Linked DNA regions of Capra hircus: region 1 is linked to region 2. A link is a contact called in public Hi-C data. All regions are on one chromosome and are shown on one strand. The core of a region is the stretch at or near the end of the contact, and the rest is flanking DNA. Distances in the headings are between cores, read along the strand shown.

Region 1 (3,415 bases), core at 877-3,376, 120 kb before region 2:
TCCCACGCAAGCTCTATAAAGGGCTAGCTAGTTAATATTTAAGACTTTATACATCTCTGCTATATGTTTTTCTTTGTTTTGGGTTTTCCTTTTTAACAACTCTTTAAAAATGTAAAAACTCTCTTAGCACAGGGACCTTATAAAAACAGGCTGCTCACTGAATTCAGCCAGTAAGCTGTAGTCAGCCAACACCTGCGAGAGATTATAAGTACCCATGTAACACACTTTTTCATGCTTCTATGCCTTGCCCCATGCTGTCCTGTTGAGATTACCTTTCTCCATTTCTCTACTCAGTCATATCCCACCAAAGACCCACAAATCAGGATCTGCATTTTAACAAGAACCCCAGGTAATTCCCTATGCACGTTTAAGTCTGAAAAGCACTGCTCTGGTAAAAGAGCTCTGACCCAGGTCAGGTGTGCTCTTTTGAACTCGGTATACTGTACAGAAAGTATCTCTATTTTCAAATGCTGCCCCTTGCTGATTTTTTGAACTCCTTATAGGAGGGACAATGTCCCACCCATCTTTGAATCTCCAGAATTCAGCATCGTACACAGATGTAGTAGAGCTCAGTTAATGAAATGGAAATAAACCAAGCTAAACCTCAATTTTCTCATCAAAGAAATGGGTATAATAAAACTCATCATATAGGACTCCCATGGGGATAAAATGGGACAAAAATAGAACACTGTGCACAACGTCTGGCATAACAGGTACTCAATCAATGCTACTTCCTTCTGCACCATTTCAAATTACATTTAAGAAAGCGTTCATGAAATAACATAGAATGAGGTAGAATGCAAAATTAAATTTACCTATGATTTCCATTGCATAAAGATTATGTAAATATTCTGACAAATACTAGAGGAAAATATTACAGTCAATTTTGTTACAGATAGGATTATGAACTAATTTCTTTCTCTTCTTTGCAATTCCAACTTGGTTATAATGTTGTTTGTGAAATAACATACTTTAATAGGAAAAGAATGTGAACAATAGGAAAAACATGTTTGCAAAGAAATACACACTCACAAAACATCACAAGGTCAAAAAATATCAAGAGCTCTATTGATGTAATTTGATGAGATATTATAAGCTCCTCCAGTATGCAGATTATCTAATACCCTAAATCTAGCATACAGTGGGGTGTTCAACAAATGTTTACTCGCTGGAGAAAAACATACTCCGGTCTTTCCTTTCTCTTGTTGGAGATGTACCTGTTAAGCTTGTGTATCTGCTGTTAAGTTTAACAGATATTATTTTCTTGTTTTAAAAAATTATTTTTTGCCTGTGCCGAGTCTTTGCTGCCGCACACGGGCTTTCTCCACTTGCAGCAAGCAGGAGCTACTCTCCAGCTGCAGTGGGAGGGCTTCTCACTGCGGTGGCTCCTCTCGCTACAGAGCACAAGCTCCAGGGCACACGGCCTTCAGCAGTTATGCCATGCAGGTTGTGACACATGGGCTTAGCTCCCTTCAGCATGTGCGATCTCCCCAGACTAGGGATCGGACCCATATCCCCTGCGCTGGCAGGAGAATTCTTAACCACCTGACCACCAGGTAAGTTCGTGGCTTTTAAAAAGAAGTAACAGGGACAGGAAGTGGAAAAAGAGAAAAAAGGAAATCAAGAAGAAAAAAGAGAAGAGGGACAGAGAGAACAGGATACAAAAGAGAAGGGGGGAAAAAATGTAAAGCAATAAGGCACAAGAAAGAAAAACTTAATTATATAAACAATTGACCAAAGTAAAGTAACTCAGAGGCGTTCTCATGCACAGAAATTCAATCTCCCTAAGGCAGCAGAAAAAGGGCCCATGCTGCCTGATCACAACTTGGGATAAAAGCTCTATAGGCACTCCTAGAAGTTTTAGCAGTGAGGTTATGGGCGTGGCCACATGTATGGACAGGATGACAAAAAGTGGGTGTGACAAGACAGTGCAACTGACTGACCATTAGTACAAGCCAGGAAACAGCTGGGAATGACCTTGTGCCCCTCAGTTCCTCTTGTATACTGGAGCTTCAATTCCCCTAGTGTATTGGAACGTCTTTTACAATGTTTCCTGTCTGCAGCAAACTGAGCTCTTCTAGAGGCAGCTCTCCAGGTTCCTCCTGAACCTTTCTGAACATGCCCTCCCCAGCCCTTCAGAGTCTGTCATCAGGGCCCAGTTTCTGCTCTGCATTCCCAGTGCCTGTGCCAGGTAACTAATCTAGATTCATTTCCTGTTGACTTTGAACACAATCACATACTTATCACAACCAAATAACTTAAGAACCTCTTAGTTCATTATACTGGGCCAAGGAGAGACAAACATTCCCATTCTCAACTATTTGATCATACTAAAGAATAAATCACGTGTTGCTGGGTTAGTCTGAGTGGCCTGCACCAATTCTAAGAGCTCATTCAATTTCAGGAAGCAGCTTACTTCCTCCTTCCAAGGCAAGTTGCACCAAAAATAACAAAGAATAAACTTTCAAGCTGCATGTGATTTTTGAGGCCTCTGGCTCTGAAATTTCTTTGTTAAAAGTTCTTTCCCTGTAATCATTAAAGAGGGTCTTTATGGACTTAATTCAGATTTTATTTCACTGAGGATCTCTTAAAACTCTTTCAGGTTTGAGATTTAACTGCATGAAGGCAATTCTTCCAAATTAGCAACAGACACATCCTGTTTTGTTCTTGGCTCAGTGGGAAATTAATACTAATGTAAAAACTATACTTCACACACACACATTTCCAGGAAAACCATTCAACAAAACTTTTGGAACCATCTCAAATGGGGACACGCTAGTTCTGGACTTTCGTGATGTAAGTCACTTATTTATTCAATGTTCTTGATACTACTTTCTGGGTGATAGGAAACTGAATCAAAAGCAAATTTATCTATACCACTTATGTTAGTCATATAACTACCACTGTTACTTATGTCTAATACAGTATTAATCAAAGGTGGAGAATAAAATCTCACTTAAAAACATTACCTGTGGTGGATTCATGTCAATGTATGGTAGAACCAATACAGTATTGTAAAGTAAAATAAAGTAAAAATAAAAATTAATAAATAAATAAAATAAAATTTTAAAAAATATTAAAAAAAAGCACATTTTGGACTTAAAATGCAAATGATCATTATGATAAATGACTTACTGGAAACATAAAGATTACTCTAAATTTATAAAGCATAAAATCAACTGGTAATATTACAAATCAAACTCATATGTGACAAATTAAGACATTATACTTCAATTTTCTTTTAAATGTGTATGTTTTCACACTTAATTTTATTAAAAATCTGTAAGCCTAAAACTAGTTCCAAATACAGGTTTTTTAATACTTAGTACATGGGGTCGCAAAGAGTCGGACACAACTGAGCGACTGAACTGAACTGAACCATAAAAGTACTTTAACAAGTACTTAGGAAGGAAGC
Region 2 (3,097 bases), core at 308-2,807:
AGGGGCTTCCGTAAGGAAAGTCAAGTCCAGGTTGTAATGACCCTCACTGGAGAACCAAACACTTGCACTGGGGTCGATTCGTGGGCCTCGGGTCGCTCCTCAGGGTAACCTCCGTGTTAGTGCTGAGAGGTCTGAATCTAGAAACCCACTGAATGTTCAGCTTTTCATAACCAAATTAAGGTTATGTACATTGGTCATCATAACAGCTACCGAATTTCTTACTAGAAAAAGGCATTTCAGGGTTGTCATGGACTCCTTAAATCCTAGACAAACTTACTTGGCCCTGTACCCCTAGATTAAAAACTCCTGCTGCATCTGCTAAATACATTGTGTATGACGTGAACATTCTTTTTCATCTGTTGATAGGTTTCTGATTAATAAGTACAAACAAGTAAGTACAGATTAATTTAAAAGAAATACTGAATTCAGAGACTTTGTTGTTATGTATGTTCTCCAAAGAGACAGTAAACGCCCCTACAGGTCCAGGAGCACGTTAAAAGGGGTCTTCCATCCCAGAGGTCCCCTATCCCTGCAGCAAGGCCGAACCCCCAATGGCCCTTCTAAGACAGTGGGTCCTGCACTGGCGGGTCCCGGGGCCCAGGCATTGGAAGGCGCCTGTGCTTTTCGGGTTTTTTTTTTTTTTTCCACGGAAATGCTGCAACCGCTGGTTGGCTCACCTATATTTTAAGTTTTACTCTCTCCAATTATCACTGGGTTTTCCGGACGTAGACTGTCAGCCAGTGTCTAAAAAAATAACCAGCACGGTCCTGAGCGCGTGGCGCAGCCCTCGAGGGCGCTCTGGGTGAGCGCCCTGGGGAGGAGCCCTGACGCGCCCGGGCGTAGGCGGCCGGCGCGGCCGCGGCCAACCGCGGAATATCCTGCCCGCGAGCTCCCCCGCCTGGGCGCGCCGGCAGGCCCGGCCGAGACCAGGGAGCGCGCGGCATTCCCGCGCGGAGGGGCGCGCCGGGCGTGGCGGCGGTGGGGCCGCCTTTCGGCGCCGGCTCCCGACAGGCCTCGGCGCCGGGCGGAGCGGCGCCAGGCCCGAGACGGTGCGGTTCCCGAACACCCTCTTCCCCGGCGGCTCGCGGACTGAAGGGAGACCATGAGCAGAGGGGCGCACGCGCCAGCCTGTTCCTCATCGCTGACGACTCCAGGACGACCCCTCTCCCCGCTCGCTTCTCATTCCCTGAGATGGCCCCCAAACCTCATTTCCGCTTTGGCCACCAAACTTGGCCGGTTCGAGAATCCCCGGCCTGACTCAGTCCGAGACTCATCTGACAATAGCATCTGGCACACGTTCTGTATGTATGCGTCTGCTGAATAAATAACATATTTTATTTTTCATGTTTGAACGGTGTCTGTTTCAACAACATTTCAACAGTGAGCTCCTTGTTAGGAGTGGGTACAGTCTGTGATGTGCTGAGAAGGATGGGGGGCGGCCGAGGAAGTGGGAAAAACGCAGGAAGCTGCTGACTGAAAAGTCAGCTCCTAGAACCTATCCGGGCGCAGCGCCTGGTGCGGCGGAATTCCGCATGGAGGGCGAGAACCACGTGACCTCATCACGGAACTGGAAAGAAAGATGCTAAAGGGAGAGCCCGAAGGGGACAGTTACTTCCTGACAGCCGGGTACAGGCCCAGCTCTTAGAGGCACTAGAGACGTGCGATTGGGGAAACCGGAGACTCCAGGAGACCTGGGCAGAAGGAGGCCTGTCAAAAGCGCCCCAAATCCTCCTGCAGAGACAGAGCGACACATGGCGCCCCGCCCCCCCCCACCGCCGCCCCCCCACACACACCCCACCACCACCACCACCACCCCCCCGCCACACACACACACACACCCGGGCTGCGGGCTCGGAGGGCAGATTCTAGGCCCGGCCCCAGGCTTCTCAGATCCTGTGGGACCAAGGCAGCCTGCAGGGGGCAAAATGTTCGTTTCTACTGCTAGGCTGGGGCTGAAACCAGAGCCAAAAATAGAAGCTGAGATCAACTGAAAGGAATGAGACTGAACAAACGTGTGTGTATGTCGAAAACCCCGATGTGACACATAGTAAATTAATATTCCTAAACACGGGTGTAAAACGGGGTTACTTAGTGAGGAATGCTCGCATACATGAATGAACATTTGGAGGGAAAAAAAGAAGGTCTACTTATACATCAAAATAAATTCCATGTGGATTAAAATTCTAAATATTTTTAAGAACTTCATAGAAACACTATATTAAATAGGATAAAACAGATTTATGGGTATATGTCAGCATTCCCAAAGCTTTGAAACAAGAAACTGCAAAGGATTCAAAAACTGGACAGGATTTTTAAAAGAAAACTGTTTACACAAAACAACAAACAGAAAATCCCTCAAATGTATAAAATTTTGTTTAAATATATATCTAAAAAAAACCAAAGATTCCACTAACTCAATTTACAAAGAAGTATGTAATTCAAGAGGAGAAATAAAATTAGTACACAAGTATAGGAGGAAATTTTCATTGTTCCAGATAATCAAACATTTTAAACTTCAAACAACTTTGAAAAATATTGCATCACTGTATTGTACACCTGAAACTAACATAATATTGTAAATAAATTATACTTTTATTAAAAAAAAACTTTGACATAGCACCATACATCTACTAAAGTTGCAGAAATGCCATAAAATTGTAATGCATGATGTTAGCAAAGCAATAAAATAATGCTCACAATAATACTTTGAATATTTAAAAAATTGATTTATATGCATCTTAAGACAATGATAAATTCATTAAGCTGAAGTAATATTGTCAAATATATGTTATTTTATCTTCACCCAATTAACAAAGTCCTTAACTTCAATGGAAAGTGACTGCAAAAAGATTGCTTCACCTCATCCTTTTCCCAGAGTTGCAGTTAGCCAGACGTAAAATGCCACTTCTTCATTTTCAGCACACTCAGTCTGTTGCAAAATAAAGATTCTATAGATATGAATTAAAGTACTGTCACAGTTTAGGGAAAGGATCTTCAAAGTAAAAGCAAAAAAAGATCTTGAGTTAGTTTATTCACTTCTGTGGTTTTAAATGCCATCACTATGTTAATGATTCTCAAAACAGATCCCTAACCCCAA

What was found. Hi-C and Micro-C count contacts between places; a contact is called where the count stands out from the background.
Region 1: a contact with region 2 is called in a Hi-C map of blood, with 2.4 times the contacts expected there. The contact joins two enhancer-like sites. A contact is called at or near these places in 2 of 5 Hi-C or Micro-C datasets (both in blood).

The regions. Positions count from the first base shown.
Region 1 is chr15:39,431,847-39,435,261 of ARS1.2, reverse strand. All of the region lies in intron 3 of SWAP70 (switch-associated protein 70), which reads right to left. Among named protein-coding and RNA genes, the nearest start is that of SWAP70, 49 kb to the right of the region's middle. Within about 2 kb of position 2,126, at least 4 of the 5 cell types and tissues checked have an H3K27ac peak or open chromatin away from gene starts, as enhancers often do.
Region 2 is chr15:39,313,216-39,316,312 of ARS1.2, reverse strand. No RefSeq gene overlaps it. Among named protein-coding and RNA genes, the nearest start is that of WEE1, 30 kb to the right of the region's middle. Within about 2 kb of position 1,557, at least 5 of the 5 cell types and tissues checked have an H3K27ac peak or open chromatin away from gene starts, as enhancers often do.